Linked DNA regions of Mus musculus: all the other regions are linked to region 3. A link is a contact called in public HiChIP or PLAC-seq data. All regions are on one chromosome and are shown on one strand. The core of a region is the stretch at or near the end of the contact, and the rest is flanking DNA. Distances in the headings are between cores, read along the strand shown.

Region 1 (4,457 bases), core at 1,467-3,966, 870 kb before region 3:
TGGTTCTGAAGGGCAGGCATAGTCCTGGCTCCTGGGCTCTGCTTTCCCAGTGCTCATGATGCCACAGCCACACCTGCCACACTCAACCCCACCTCCACTGTCACCTGCTGAGACACCTGAGACAACCCCTCCCTTCAAGCCTTCCACATCTAAGGAAAACCCAGGCTGATATCTTTCTAATGCAAACTAAAATGTAAGTAAATAATGAGCACACATCACACTGAGTACTGGTTCATAACACTTGATTATACCAAGCTATGGACTCCACAATGGCAAAGAACCGTCCGTTTCCCACCCCACCCCCTTTCATCTGAGCATCACATTCTAAACCAAAGGCGAGCCCCACACAGTCGGGTGCCTTCTTTCTTCCCTCCTGTGTTTGCCCAGCACATTCTTGATTTCAAGTCCTTTCAGAGATCCCTCAGTGCACGTGCTCTCCCACTCAGTAAGTGGCAGGAAAGGCTCTCTCAACATCCACTGAGTGGTGCTCCTGTAAGTTAGTGAGAACCTCAAGGTCAAGAAGCCAGGGAAGGCTATTCACACCCCCTTCATCCTGAAACTGGTCACACCCTGTGCATCCTGATCTGCCAACAGATGAGCAGCCACTGCCACCTACACCCTGGGCATGGACTAAGTCCCTCGGCCCCTTCCACTATAGTGGCCGCCAGCTCTCAGAAACCTCGACCAAGAACAAAGCTTTCCTCCCCAACACTGATTCTGTCCAGTTGTCTAGTCACAGGAGTACAAAGTACTGAGTAGTTGGATCAATCGCTACTGATGAAGCAACCCAGACGTAAACACGTGTGCTCACAGCTGCAGATAATACACATGAGCCTCATCTCAGCAGACAGGTTATGTGTTTAGTAAAACAACAATAGCATCTCAACACACAATTACCTCAGTCCACCTGCACCATCCCACCAAGGGATGCCCCCCAAGGGATGTCTCTGCTGCCCCCCTCCCGCTTCCTGTCTGGTGACAGAAGTAGAGTGGACTTAATGGCTGGTTCTTACTTTTTGCTTTTCAATTTTATTATTTTAGATTATTTTATTTCACTCATATGAATATTTTGCATAGATACATGGATGTATACCACGTGTGTGCCTGGTGCCCACAGAGGTCAGAAGAGAGTGTAGTATCTCCTGGAATTGGAGTTAGAAATAGTTCTGAACTACTATATGGGTGCTAGGGATTGAATCCAGGTGATCTACAAAAGCCACAAGTGCTCTTAACCACGGAGCCGACTCTCCGCTCCCTTCATGGCAGTTTCTGGAATGAGCATCCACACGGATGCTCACCAGTCAAGCTTAAGAAGGCTTAAGGGGCAGGTTTCAAAACACATTCACTAACTAACTTCCCAGCACAGACTCCTGCCAGGAACCAATAGCAGCTTTTAGAGACTTCTGACCTAACACCAGTTCCATGGGCTAAAACCCCAGGATATCCACATTGAGACCCCAGGGGACCTGCAGGAAGCCCCATGACAACAGAGAGCAGGCCTCTAAGTGAAGAAATTGTGTAGGCATTGGGGAAAGCTGGACAGATCACCAAAACCTCTGGAGCTGGCTCCAGTCCTAGGGCAGAAGGTGACAACCTCCCAGCTAGCTGGCCTCAGGGATGGGCACTGCATGTAAACGAATTTTAGAACATACATTGCACAGGGTAAAGCGGCCAGCTCTACCATCTCAGAACTGAGCCATCACTCCTGACTTCCTACTGTACAGCGGCCAAGCTCACCCAGGGGGTGACTGGCTGCCTCATCTACATACATCCTCATGCAACAGTGGACCTGGACCTTGAGACCAACAGCCTTGTTTCCAAACTTACGTTTCCTTCTGACAGTAATTACAGAGCTTAACTAAGCATCATACCAGCTGCTCGATGAGTTTTAATAAGACTAACTGCAATTATATCGTCTGACAAAACATTGCATACATGGACTAAATCACTTCAAGAATGGTTTTCCTCTGCAGAACAAATAGGAGGATGTTGGGGAAAGACTTGATGAAGATACCTTACCTTTGAAAACAAGGCATCTGCAGAGGCATAGGCAAGAGCACTTAGAAGCCTGAATGGGGACAGTGGCGGCCACCAACCAGGAGCTGCTTGTTTATTTACATACATTCATCCATACCCTAAAACAACCACAGTCTGCACCAGGCGGCTCCCAGGCTTGGTCCCTCTCACCCTAGCAGCACATGCTGAGCACACAGTAGGTCCTCATTACGGGCAAAGTCAACAGTGGGACTGTGAGGTCTCTAGAAGGCAAGTCATATTCCAGGCCCAGATGCAGAAGGTGGCTATTCCTCAGGCAGGTGAAGTCTGAGCTGGGACGAAGGCCTTGCTGTAGACAAAGGGACAGGAACAAGCACAGACAAGCAAATCACAGAGCAGGTGATGGGCAAGCTCGGAAGAGGAAGGATAATCCAGCATAGGGTTGGGAAGCCAGGAGACTTAGGGTGTGGCACAGGTGGGAGAACCCAGATATTGATGGACACCAGTCCCATGACATGGAGAACATCCCTAGGGGAGAGCAAGCAGAACACAGGAAGGTTCAACTGATGGTTTCCATAGGGGAAGCCTTCAGGCCAGGGCTGTCCATAGGCCAAATGCCATTCCCAAAATACGCTTACAGAAACCCTGAGTCACAAGGCACAGCTGGGTTCTGGCAGCTGGTATAGCCAGTTGACACAGGACAGGACGCAGTCTCCCCAGGAGCTCAGTATGTTTCCTCATTGACGTCGTCAATCAAAGCACATTGTTCTGACCCAGTCAGTCACCAGCTATGTCCCACTAAGGCCAACAGCACATGTCTGGGCAGAACTCAGACCTGTCCAAGATAGGAAGTCACTTTCCCTTCCCTGCGTGCTGACTGTACCCTTGGGCATGTAAACAACCCATCTCTAGAAGAGAGGCCTTCACAGGCCCCATGTTTCACAAAGGTCTTATGGTGTGCAAGAAAGCCTGGCAGGCTGTGCATACTTGTGATCCCAGCACTCGAGAGTCTGAAGGTCAGTGTAGACTACACAGCAAGACCTTGTAGTCCAAAACAAAAGTAGCGGAAAGCCAAGGTTTGCAGGATCAGATATCAAGTGTACATGGTTGTTAACACATCAACTGTGGTCGCACACTGTCCTAATGATGGCAGTAGTCCACAGCTGTGGTAAGGTCTCCGCAGCAGCACATGGCTGGCTCCCAGGAGTCAGGAACTCCTTTTTGGTTTTGTTTCCTTTATGAGACAGGGTCCCACGCGGCCTCCAGCAAGCTCTGTAGCAGAGAGGACACTGCCTCCACCTCCTGAGCGAGGATAAGCGGTAACAGGTGTGAGCCACCACACCCAGGGTTTCCTGTACTGTCGGCAAGCACCTGGCTACCTGAGCCATGTCTCCATAAGAATGAATTGTTAATTGAATTTAAGTAGCCAGAGGTAGCTAGTATCTGCTACACGGTAAGGCGCTGAGCTGGGTAACACCTACAGAAAATCTCCAATGTTCTGCTATAAGCAAAAGACACCTAATATGTCTCTGTAAGAGAACAGATAGAGCCAGCATGGTACTGTATACTTGTGATCCCATCACTGAGGAAACAAGCAGAGGCAGGAGGATTGCTGCAAGTTCCAGGCCAGTCAGGGACATACAGCAAAGCTTTTTTTTTTTTTTTCAAACATACAATTTTTTTTTACAAGTTAATAAAAAGGTAGACAAGAGAGGAGACACTGTGAATGTAACAGTTGAGTTTAAAATCCAAAACTACACCAACTGGGGGAGGATATGGGGGAAACGGGGTCAGCTCAGTGCTGCCCACAATGCCCACACAGTGCATATGAAAGCAATCACTGTGAGTTCTTTCCATTCTCGGTGCGTCTGAAATGCTCAAGAATAAAATCTTGTAGAGGCTAATCATCCAGTAGCCACAGGTCCTTGTAAAGCCTTCAAGTCTAAGTCACAGGAGGCCATTCCACCCAGGTCAGGGAGAAGTGTCTTCACAGCCACATCACCGACATCATCCGTGTAATTACGCTGGGCAGGGGTGAGCCCTGAGACTGCTGGGCCAAATGCTGAGATGCAGAATGCTAATGAGGTGAGTGCCCTCTTGCTTCTGAGAAAGAAACACAGGATTCAGAGGGTCTCCTTCCCCACCTTGGTTTACACATACCACAGGGCCAATGACATGTTCACACTTGTTCCTAGGTGACAGTCCAGGTTCACACTTAGCCACACTTCTGTTACAAGTTAAATGGCTCAGTATTACAAGAGCCTGAAGTCTGGGCACAGCCAGCGCCACACAGCATGCTCGGGCATCAGGACAGAAGCATAACCATCTGCAGAAAGCAGGCAGCGGGTCGCAAGTATTTGCTCTGAGCAACTGGACTCTGAGGGTCCCCAAGGTTGTGGTACCTAAGGCCTTCCGGGCCTACTGCTGTACATCAGACAGATTCAAGGTCTGTGGTAAATACT
Region 2 (4,311 bases), core at 702-3,201, 930 kb before region 3:
CCATGGCTTCTTACCTACCTGCCTCACACCTGCCTCCGGGGGCCTTATGCAGACATCAAGCTAAGCTTCAACAGCTCAGGGGGTGGGGCTGAGGTGCGGTGTGGGCGGGGCGAGAATGAAGCCTCAGCCAGGAACCCAGCCTTGCCCCAACCACTGTACTTCCTCACCATGCTCTGACAATCAGCTACCTGTGACTCCTTCCAAACTCAGCACCAGCTCCAAACTCTTCCACAATGGAAGACAAACTGAAGAATGGTGAGCTGAAGAGCAATGGTCACCAATTTGGGGCATCCCAGGACTTGTAATGGTACTCCCACCAACACTGTATGTTGTGTCAGGAGTGATGTTAAAGATGGAGAACTGTCAGCCCACACAAAGGTTCCAGGATCTGGAAACAGACACTCTTGACATAGGAATCCCGAGACACTGCTGCATGCTTGACAGCAAGGAACACACAAAGCAGGGACTAACTCCATACCCCTGGGCCTCTTATCCCTCCCTCAAGACCAGTCCACCCCAAAGGCAACCATCACACCTGCCCGTCCCCTCATGTTCCCTCCACTCCAGGGCTCCTCCCCTAAACCGCACAGGTGGCATACCTAGAGCTGACTCCAGCTGTAGTCTAAGCTTTCCCCTCTCTATCCAGCAAAGAACCGGGGATATCACAGTCCACAGCAGATACTTCCCTACCTGCCCCTGGTGACTCTTAAGATGTCATGCCTGGTCACGGCCCTAAGGAGACCCTTTGAGACCCCAATTCAGACATGGCTTCTGGACCTGCACAGACATCACCTGGGAACATGTCCCTCCCTATCCTCATCCCTAAGAGGAACACTCTAGGACACATGCAGCAACATCAAGAGATGTCGCCAACCTCTCCTGTAATGATAACAAGATCTAGGCCCTCACTACAGCCCCAGACAGCCCTATCCCACTCCAATGTTTCAAGCTGCCTGTCCCCTCGTACTATGAGGTTGAGTCATTATAGTCACCTAGAAGGAGCCTTCCTCCACCTGCAGGCCTTTCCAGACAGCACCCATCTCCTGTACTCTAGTCAGAACTACTTCCTCCCCCTCTGGGGATTTCCCATCCCCTCACCCATCCCACACAGAAGGACGTCCAAGCCAAGCATCCTTCCAGCCTCCTCCACGCCTACACTCAGCTCCCTCTCCAGAAATGGTCGTCAGCCCTGATAGCCCGGCTTCACGGTGCAATTGTGCTCTGTAACCATGCCTTGCCTGCGGAGTAAAATGCACCCTCCTCAAGTGGCACCAAGCCTGACACCTTCAGCAGAACACCCTGCAGAACCCTGTGGCAGGGCCAGGTTACATGACTTGAATGACACAGACCCCTGGGACCCAAGCAAGGGAGCCCTGAGCCTGTGAAAACATGACAGAGCTATGACAATCAGACAGACAAGCAGGATCCAGTGGGTGAGGTGTTGACCCAGTGTTTACTGCAAGGCTGCCCCCACCTCCCACTGGCAACACCTTCATCCCCTGCCCCCACCTCCCACTGGCACACCTTCATCTCCTTTCTCAACCCTAACCACATCATTTGCACTCACCCCATGACACCTGTTGGAACCAGCAAGATGGAACCTAATATGTCCCGTCCGTCCATCCCCCACATGGCCTTGGCCATGCCCTCCCTGAAGAATAGACATGCTTCCCTGTGTCTTCCCTGGGAACTTAACCTCAAGTCTCAGGGACAGCAGCTTCCCCCTCCCCACCACTAGTTTCCTGATAGACAAGTCCTACTGGCTGGGGGTGGATCACCTCTGCAGGGTAGCAGTCAGCCCTGACCCACTCATGTGGCAAGCCAGATCAGCTGACTTGAACTGCACCCCCATGGTGCCCCTTTTTGGACCCCTCTCCCACACAGAAGTTTACCTCCAGCAGTTAGGAACAGACACAGGGAAGGACAGATGGTGAGTCACTTCTTCCCTGACCACAAAAATCCTGAGTGCAGCTGACCCTGGGTGGCCGCCCTCTGTGATAGCCTGTTCCTCCCTCAGTGGAAACCATGAAAACAAACTTACTGTGTGTCCTGGGGGGAAGGGCTGCTCCAAATGTGACGGCCCATGGTCCAGGCCTTGCTTCATTTCAGGGAATAGGGTACTAGGCATAAGAGTAGGGTGCAGAGGCTTTTGGTAGCCCTTGATGTTCAGTTCCTAGTTGGGTGCAGGACAGGAACCATGGCATGTCCAATGTTGGCATCCCTAGGACTGGAAGTAGCCAGAGAAAAAGGTGGAATGGCCTGGGCTGCTTCAAAAGAGACTGGCAACAGCTTTGCAGCCAGGGCTGGTGTCGGGACCTGAGGTCCCCAGCACCCAGCTCCGCATGCATTCCCAGTCACTGCTGTCACAGCAGGGGCTGTGAAGGCTGGATATGTAGGGGTCCCATCCTGGCTCCCAGAGAATGGACCTTACCTGCTGCTCCCCTCTCTGTCAAAGGACTTCCAGAGAAGCAACAGTCATCATGGGAAATTTCAGAGCCAAGGAGAGGTGGCAGACAGATAGCAGGATATTCCCCTGGGGCTTTTCTCCAAAAGACTCTGAAAAACTTGGAGTTTACACCCAGGGGGAGCAGGCGCCTAATGCAGCGTTGCTGCATAGCAGTGTGATGCACACACTGCACCCAGGAAAGCAAGCTTCTAAGACCCTCTGTTCCTCTGGGACTTTGGAGCATTCCTAGGCTGCTACCAAACACCAACACACGCAGGTCATCTCAAGGTTCACAACAGTGCCAGCCCACCTGGCCTACACTCCTTCCAGCCTAGCTGAGGATTGACCTAAGGAGGTAGCAGCGTGTAGCTCTTTCCCGTGAGGAGTACAAAACTGATCTGATTCAAATAAGGTGCAAGAAAAGATAACAGAGACCCACCCCCCCCCACACACACACACACACACAGGCCCCAAACACTATGCCATGTAGCTCTTAGCAAAACATCTCATCTCTGGAGATCACTGCCGACCCACCGTCATCACAGTTCCCAGCTCTCCCCCTTCTCTAGACAGCAAAGGTCCTGTTAAGGCTCACCTTGCCCCTCCTGATGCCAGGCCAGTATATGAGGGCATTCAAGGGCATGCATGACTACTTTTATTACTATTTTATGAATAGATAAAAGTCACAGGTTCTAACTGTGCCTGGATCCCATGGGAGACATAAAAACTCGCTGAGGCCAAGCAGCCCATGGGAAACATCTATTTGCTGGGCTACCCTGCCCCACACCAAAATCCAAGATGTTCCCATACTCAAGAGGATGTACTGAATGTTACATGGCTGTGTCTCTACAACACTTACCAGAACCCGTGGTATCTCAATCATTATTTTGTTATGCTGTAACTTTTAAGGAAATAGCCACAAGGAAAGGGGGCTACACATGCTTGTTACAGCTGAGATTTTGTTACCAATAAGTCTGGCCAGTGGTCAGCTGAAGCTGATGCAGAATCCACTGAGGGGCTGTGATTCATTCTGCTTGCCTAAGTGGAAGCAGGAAGAAAGAGGAAGAAGGAGATGGTGGAGGGGGGAAGGAATGGAGAGAGAGGAAGGGAAGCAGCATGGGAGAGAGGCTGCAGAACAAGCAAGCAGAAACAGTAACTGTGGAGAAACATGGAAGCCAGAAGGCTGGGGGACCAGAGCTGAGGAAGGAGAAGGAGAGCAGAGTTAGGACAGGCCCCGCGATCTCACCCCAACCCTCTGCCCTACTGAGCTCCTGGAGTGGAGCCAGCCAGGCTCTGAGCCACCCCCTTGTTGACTGCCTTGTTTGCCTGAACCCCAGCCCCCACCCGTACCCCATGGCTGTCATGCCATACACTGTCATGGTATCTGCTGTCCTGCCTACCCTACCTACCCCAGGCCAGCCACTGTGGAGCTCAGGGCTTTACTGGGCTGGGCTCCGCCATTCATCCTCCCAGGCTCCACCTCCAGCCTGGAAGGCAGCAAGGCAGCAAGGTCTCCCATTGCCAAACTTCCCTTCCCTAAATCGGAAACACTCACTTATAAAGCCATAAATTCTTTCCCATGGAGGCATTCCAGATATAATTAGAGCCCTCCCCAGGTCTGGGCACCAGAGGAATTGCTTGTTCCCCTGAAGACATACAGACCCTTGCAGGAGCCAGGGGCAGCCACTCTCTTACTTCTGCTAGTGGAAGTCGTAGTCCTTTCACTATCAGAGAAAGATGCCCATGTTCTACAGGTAGGAAAGGAACGTGCAAAGAAAAGGCTTTCTTAAATATGGAGCTGTTCAACATTTTAATGGCCCCAGCTAGAGCCACCCTGTGTTAGCTAAGGCTGCCGCCATGTAGTT
Region 3 (4,383 bases), core at 880-3,379:
AGGACTCAGAGGGCAGATGATCCACTGATGAAAGATCAGTGTCCCAGACCTTTGTCTCCCAAAGGCCCTGATGCCAGTAGCACCTGGGAACTTCCTACAAGCACCAAGAGATCCTAAGTTCATCGTCATGTCTATATACCTCTTCCTCCTGAGAGCTTTGGGGTTGCCATCTTAAACCCCTGAGATCCATCAGGGCCCTATGGATACTAGGCAATTCTAAACTCAGAGGGCAGGCAGGAGCTCAGGTCCACATAGCAAGTGAATGGCTTTGTTGAAGCACACAGAACCAGGTACATCCTGTGTGTTCATTCCAGGAGGACAGCAGGTGTGCTGTTACATCATGGGGAAGTTTGAATTCAACATGGCCTGAATGTCCTAATGACTTACTCAAGATGCAAATATTACCACGCCACCGTGAAGATGTAACTCCTCACAGAGTAGTGACTCCAGGGATATCTAACTAGTAGCTTCAACACTCTGATAAATTAAAATTCTTTGCATCTTCTTTTTGGTCTCAGGACTTTCTATTCAAAGCCTGAGTTAAGGCTGGGTAGTGGATACTTAAATCTGTTTGAAATATGACACAAAAGCCATAGGCTGAGATAGAAGGTCTTGCAAAGCTAATAAACCTAGGGAGAGCATCTGTGCAGGCTGGGTACTGCTGTGAATTTTCAGACAGGCTGGAGAGTCATTTTAAACAAGAGAAAAAAATGTGACAGCCTCATGTTTATAACATTGGGTGACTGAACTTAGTGTTCTTATGGTTGATAGTTAATTATTTTAAAAATTAATCCTAGTGTTTTGAAAAGATAATGTGTGTGTGTGTGTGTGTGCAGGTGTGAATACATGTGTCTGCAAGTATATGTGGCAGTCAGAGGTCGACACTGGGTATCTTCCTTAATAGTGTGCCACTTTTTCTTCTTTTGAGACAGGGTCTCTCACTAACCCGTGAGCTTACCCATTTACCTAGGCTAGCTGGCCAGTGGGTCCCCAGAGATTCTTCTATCTGTTCTCCTCCAGCCCTGGAATTACAGTTGCAGTCTACTGCACCTGGCTTTTTGTGTAGATTCTCACCCAGGTCCTCCAGCTTCTATCTAGAATGTTACTGGTTGAGCTATCTCCCTGGCCAGTCCGAGCGCTTACATGCATAAATCATGTTCTGCAGGTACTGAAGCTGCCGTGAGCCACACGTAATGCACACGCATTGTTGAACCAGCCTCGGGAAAGGCAACTGGTCCTAACTGGAGAGTCAAAAGGCACCGTTTCAGAGCACAGCTAACAAATTCATGGTTTTGTTTCATTTATGTATTTATTTGCTATGTGTCTTCCTCCCACCATCACAAGAGGGATTTCAGAGCCAAATTTCCGAAGACCAGGCTTTTCAGAATGGTGTCATTTGTATTCCTCCCCTAGAACAGGGGCTTCAGAAAAAGAATGTGAGCTATGCAGGGGAGAGCCAAGGAATGTGTGTGCCCCTTAGAAGGACCTGCAGGTCAGAGGGAGACATCCCTGGAATCTGGCTTTGAAGGCAGAAATCAGTGTGATGGATGGATGGCAGGAAACTTGAAAGGAAGCTAGGGGCGGTGAGGCCAGGCTCCAGCAAGCCAGGGACTTCCCCGGCCAGGGAGAGAGCCCTATGGCCCGATCTCAGATGGTGAATCACCTGCTCAAGCTGTTCCTACGCCTCCTGCACCCAGGAGCTGGTGCACATGCCGAGATTTCACCACAGTGACATGCCTGCAAGTGGCAGGTGGCTGAGTAAGGCCCCCAGGCTGGCCTGGCTGACCCTCCCACTGTGCCCTATACAGGCCCTTGGATTTCCCCATCCTTTCGTGTTGAAATCAAGAGACAATGGGCGGGCCTCAGAAGATATGTTTACCTTTGTCTCCCAGGAGTTAAGTGTTCATCCAGAGATGCAGCTTTCTCAGCGAGGTCAGGTGAGAGCAGCTACTCTGCAATGAAAAGGAAGGTTTGGTTGGGGAAGACCTATACACTGCCGCTGCCTGGACAGCTGCTTCTCTGAGCCAAGGACGGGGGAATCTTCCTGTAAGTCCCAGACTCACACAACCTGGCATCCAGGGGCTGGGTACACAGTGTTGTAGCTGTTTTCCCTAACATGCCTTGCATTCCACAGAAGTGACTCAGTGCCAGCTGCACAGAGCCTCCTGCCTGTGACTTTGAAGGCCCTCCCCACCTGAGGAGGACTGTGGTCTTCCAGGAACAGCTCAAAACCCAGCCTCAAAACAGCTTTTGACTCCCAGGTCCTGGGACACAATATGCTGTCTTCTCCCAGCCCCTGCCTGGGCTCAGCCATCAAATTGATAAGCTCCTCCCATTCGTTATTATGTAATTGTTACCACCCTTTATAAAGACCAAGTATCATATCTGGGACAGGAACTCATGGAATGAAGCATATATAATGAGTGGTGGGGTGCTTTTTGCACTTACTAGGGTTTGAACCCAGGACTTCAAGGTGCTAGTCAAATGCTGTATCCCTGAACATCTCATCTCACTGATGTGTTTTATAAAGACCAAGGATATGTTTTATAGAGTGCAGGATGATGCAGTGGGAGGGGAGACCTCAGCAAGCCTATGCTGAAGCATCCCTCACCCTGAGGTACCAGCCACAGGACGGTCTAGTATAGCATAGAGTTTATTTGGGAGCATGGGAAGGGGAGCTGAGAAGGGAATAGAAGCAGAGGAAGAGAGGGGACAGAGAAGGACACAGAAGGGGTTGGGGGGAAGAGGCTGGCCAAGAACATATGGAGAGGGAAAGATAGGGGTCAGAGAGAAGAAAGTCAGAGAGTCAGAGAGAAGGGGCGAGGCCAAACAGTTCCTTTTAAAGCAAGCCAAGCCTACCTGACTGTTGCTAGGTAACTGTTGGGCGGAGCCTAGAAAGAATGCCAACACTCACCACCTCTGTTTTTACTGCAGATTGCCTCTACCAAAGTCCATGCTGACAGCTAGATTTTAACCAAGTGGTGCCTCGTCATATAGGCCAGGCTAGACCCCATGGGTTGATTACCTACACTGTATAAAATGCTCCAGGCTCGCTTACCTACCCTGGGCCCATTTTTTTTTTTGAGTAGCCCAGCTTCCCTCCATTATCAGATGATTTAATTTCTCTAAGAATTGCAAAGCAGCACATCACTATGGCCGCCGTTTGTATTTCTCTGACTATTAATAATATCATGCTCATCTTTGTATTCTTATTCATCAGGTCTCTCCTGTGATAATGACCTATGATTGTATCTGATTTACATAAATGCATAGAGGTGCATACTCAGTACACACACACACACACACACACACACACACACACACCTGTGTACATTCAGACACATCCATACATCTGTATACCTATAGCCATCAGTCCCTGTGTGTATGTATGTGGTCTTGTGTGAATACACACTTACAAAGCTCATGGATTTGTAGAAGTTAAGGTTTCATTCCTCACGATTATCGTTACCAGTAACCTATTTCACAACCTTTTTGCAAGAATGGAATGTCAGAGCCTAGCGATTGCTTGGCAGCATCCCCCCCTCCTCCCTCAGATACTGACAGATACCTACTGGGACTTGGCAGACAGGATTTCTCACCTGAAAAGGGAATTAACATCAAAAGGGTTTGTTGTTAAGGTATTGGCACCACAGCCCTGCTCCCTGCCCTGTTCCCTGCCTCCCTCCTATTACTGTCAAAGAAATGAAGCAGAAGGAAGAGGGAACAAAATGGGGCAGTGGGAAGAGGGCAGAGTGGGGGAACGAGGGTTCCCCAGGATGTCAAAAGAACTGATGACAATCTAGCCCAGCTGACCCCCAAGGAGGTGAGAACATTGTCTCAACCCTAACCTCTCCATGACCATAGTATGTCACTGAATGAGGAATTTTTGCAGTTTGTGCAAAGATCAAGGATGAGGACTCCAGCCTTCAAAGTCAAGCATTCTAGCAGCATCTTGCTATCCTTAGGCCTCCCAGCTGTGATGGTTGGTTAATCTAGAATCACCTAGGAAGAAAGTCTCCATGAGGGGTCTCTTAAATCAAGTTGATTTGTTGGCATTTCTGGCAGGATTGTCCTGATTGTGTTAATCGAGTTAGGAGGATTCATCCACTGTGGGTGGCACCATTCCATAGGCAAGCATTCTGGAGCATGTGAGGGTGGAGAGAGAAAGTGAGCTGAGTGTGGTTATCCAAGCATTCATTGTTCTTTGTTACCTTGACTTCCTCAGGATGGTAGTCCACAACCTGTAACTGTGAACTGAAATAAACTCTTCCTTAAAGCTGTCAGGCCATTTTATCATAGCACCACAAAAGGAAACTAAGATATCTGCCTTCCACGTAACAGCCACGTTTGAACCCCAGGCCTTTCCTTCAAGACCTCCCTTGT

The links. HiChIP or PLAC-seq counts read pairs in DNA pulled down with a chosen protein or histone mark.
Region 1: a FOXA1 HiChIP or PLAC-seq map of pancreatic cancer cells shows a contact between it and region 3. The contact joins two enhancer-like sites. A contact is called at or near these places in 3 of 115 datasets of contacts at active chromatin or transcription factors (astrocytes, embryonic stem cells and pancreatic cancer cells) and 1 of 9 other capture datasets (embryonic stem cells).
Region 2: a contact with region 3 is called in a FOXA1 HiChIP or PLAC-seq map of pancreatic cancer cells. The contact joins two enhancer-like sites. A contact is called at or near these places in 2 of 115 datasets of contacts at active chromatin or transcription factors (astrocytes and pancreatic cancer cells).

The regions. Positions count from the first base shown.
Region 1 is chr1:89,512,305-89,516,761 of GRCm38.p6, reverse strand. The region is part of intron 1 of Agap1 (ArfGAP with GTPase domain, ankyrin repeat and PH domain 1); the gene reads right to left. Among named protein-coding and RNA genes, the nearest start is that of Agap1, 60 kb to the right of the region's middle. Within about 2 kb of position 2,716, at least 32 of the 459 cell types and tissues checked have an H3K27ac peak or open chromatin away from gene starts, as enhancers often do. A contact at or near this core is called in pancreatic cancer cells, where this site is marked.
Region 2 is chr1:89,568,366-89,572,676 of GRCm38.p6, reverse strand. All of the region lies in intron 1 of Agap1 (ArfGAP with GTPase domain, ankyrin repeat and PH domain 1), which reads right to left. The region is part of intron 1 of Gm41914 (a long non-coding RNA gene); the gene reads left to right. Among named protein-coding and RNA genes, the nearest start is that of Gm41914, 10 kb to the left of the region's middle. Within about 2 kb of position 1,951, at least 71 of the 459 cell types and tissues checked have an H3K27ac peak or open chromatin away from gene starts, as enhancers often do. A contact at or near this core is called in pancreatic cancer cells, where this site is marked.
Region 3 is chr1:88,637,332-88,641,714 of GRCm38.p6, reverse strand. No RefSeq gene overlaps it. Among named protein-coding and RNA genes, the nearest start is that of Arl4c, 63 kb to the left of the region's middle. Within about 2 kb of position 2,129, at least 129 of the 459 cell types and tissues checked have an H3K27ac peak or open chromatin away from gene starts, as enhancers often do. A contact at or near this core is called in pancreatic cancer cells, where this site is marked.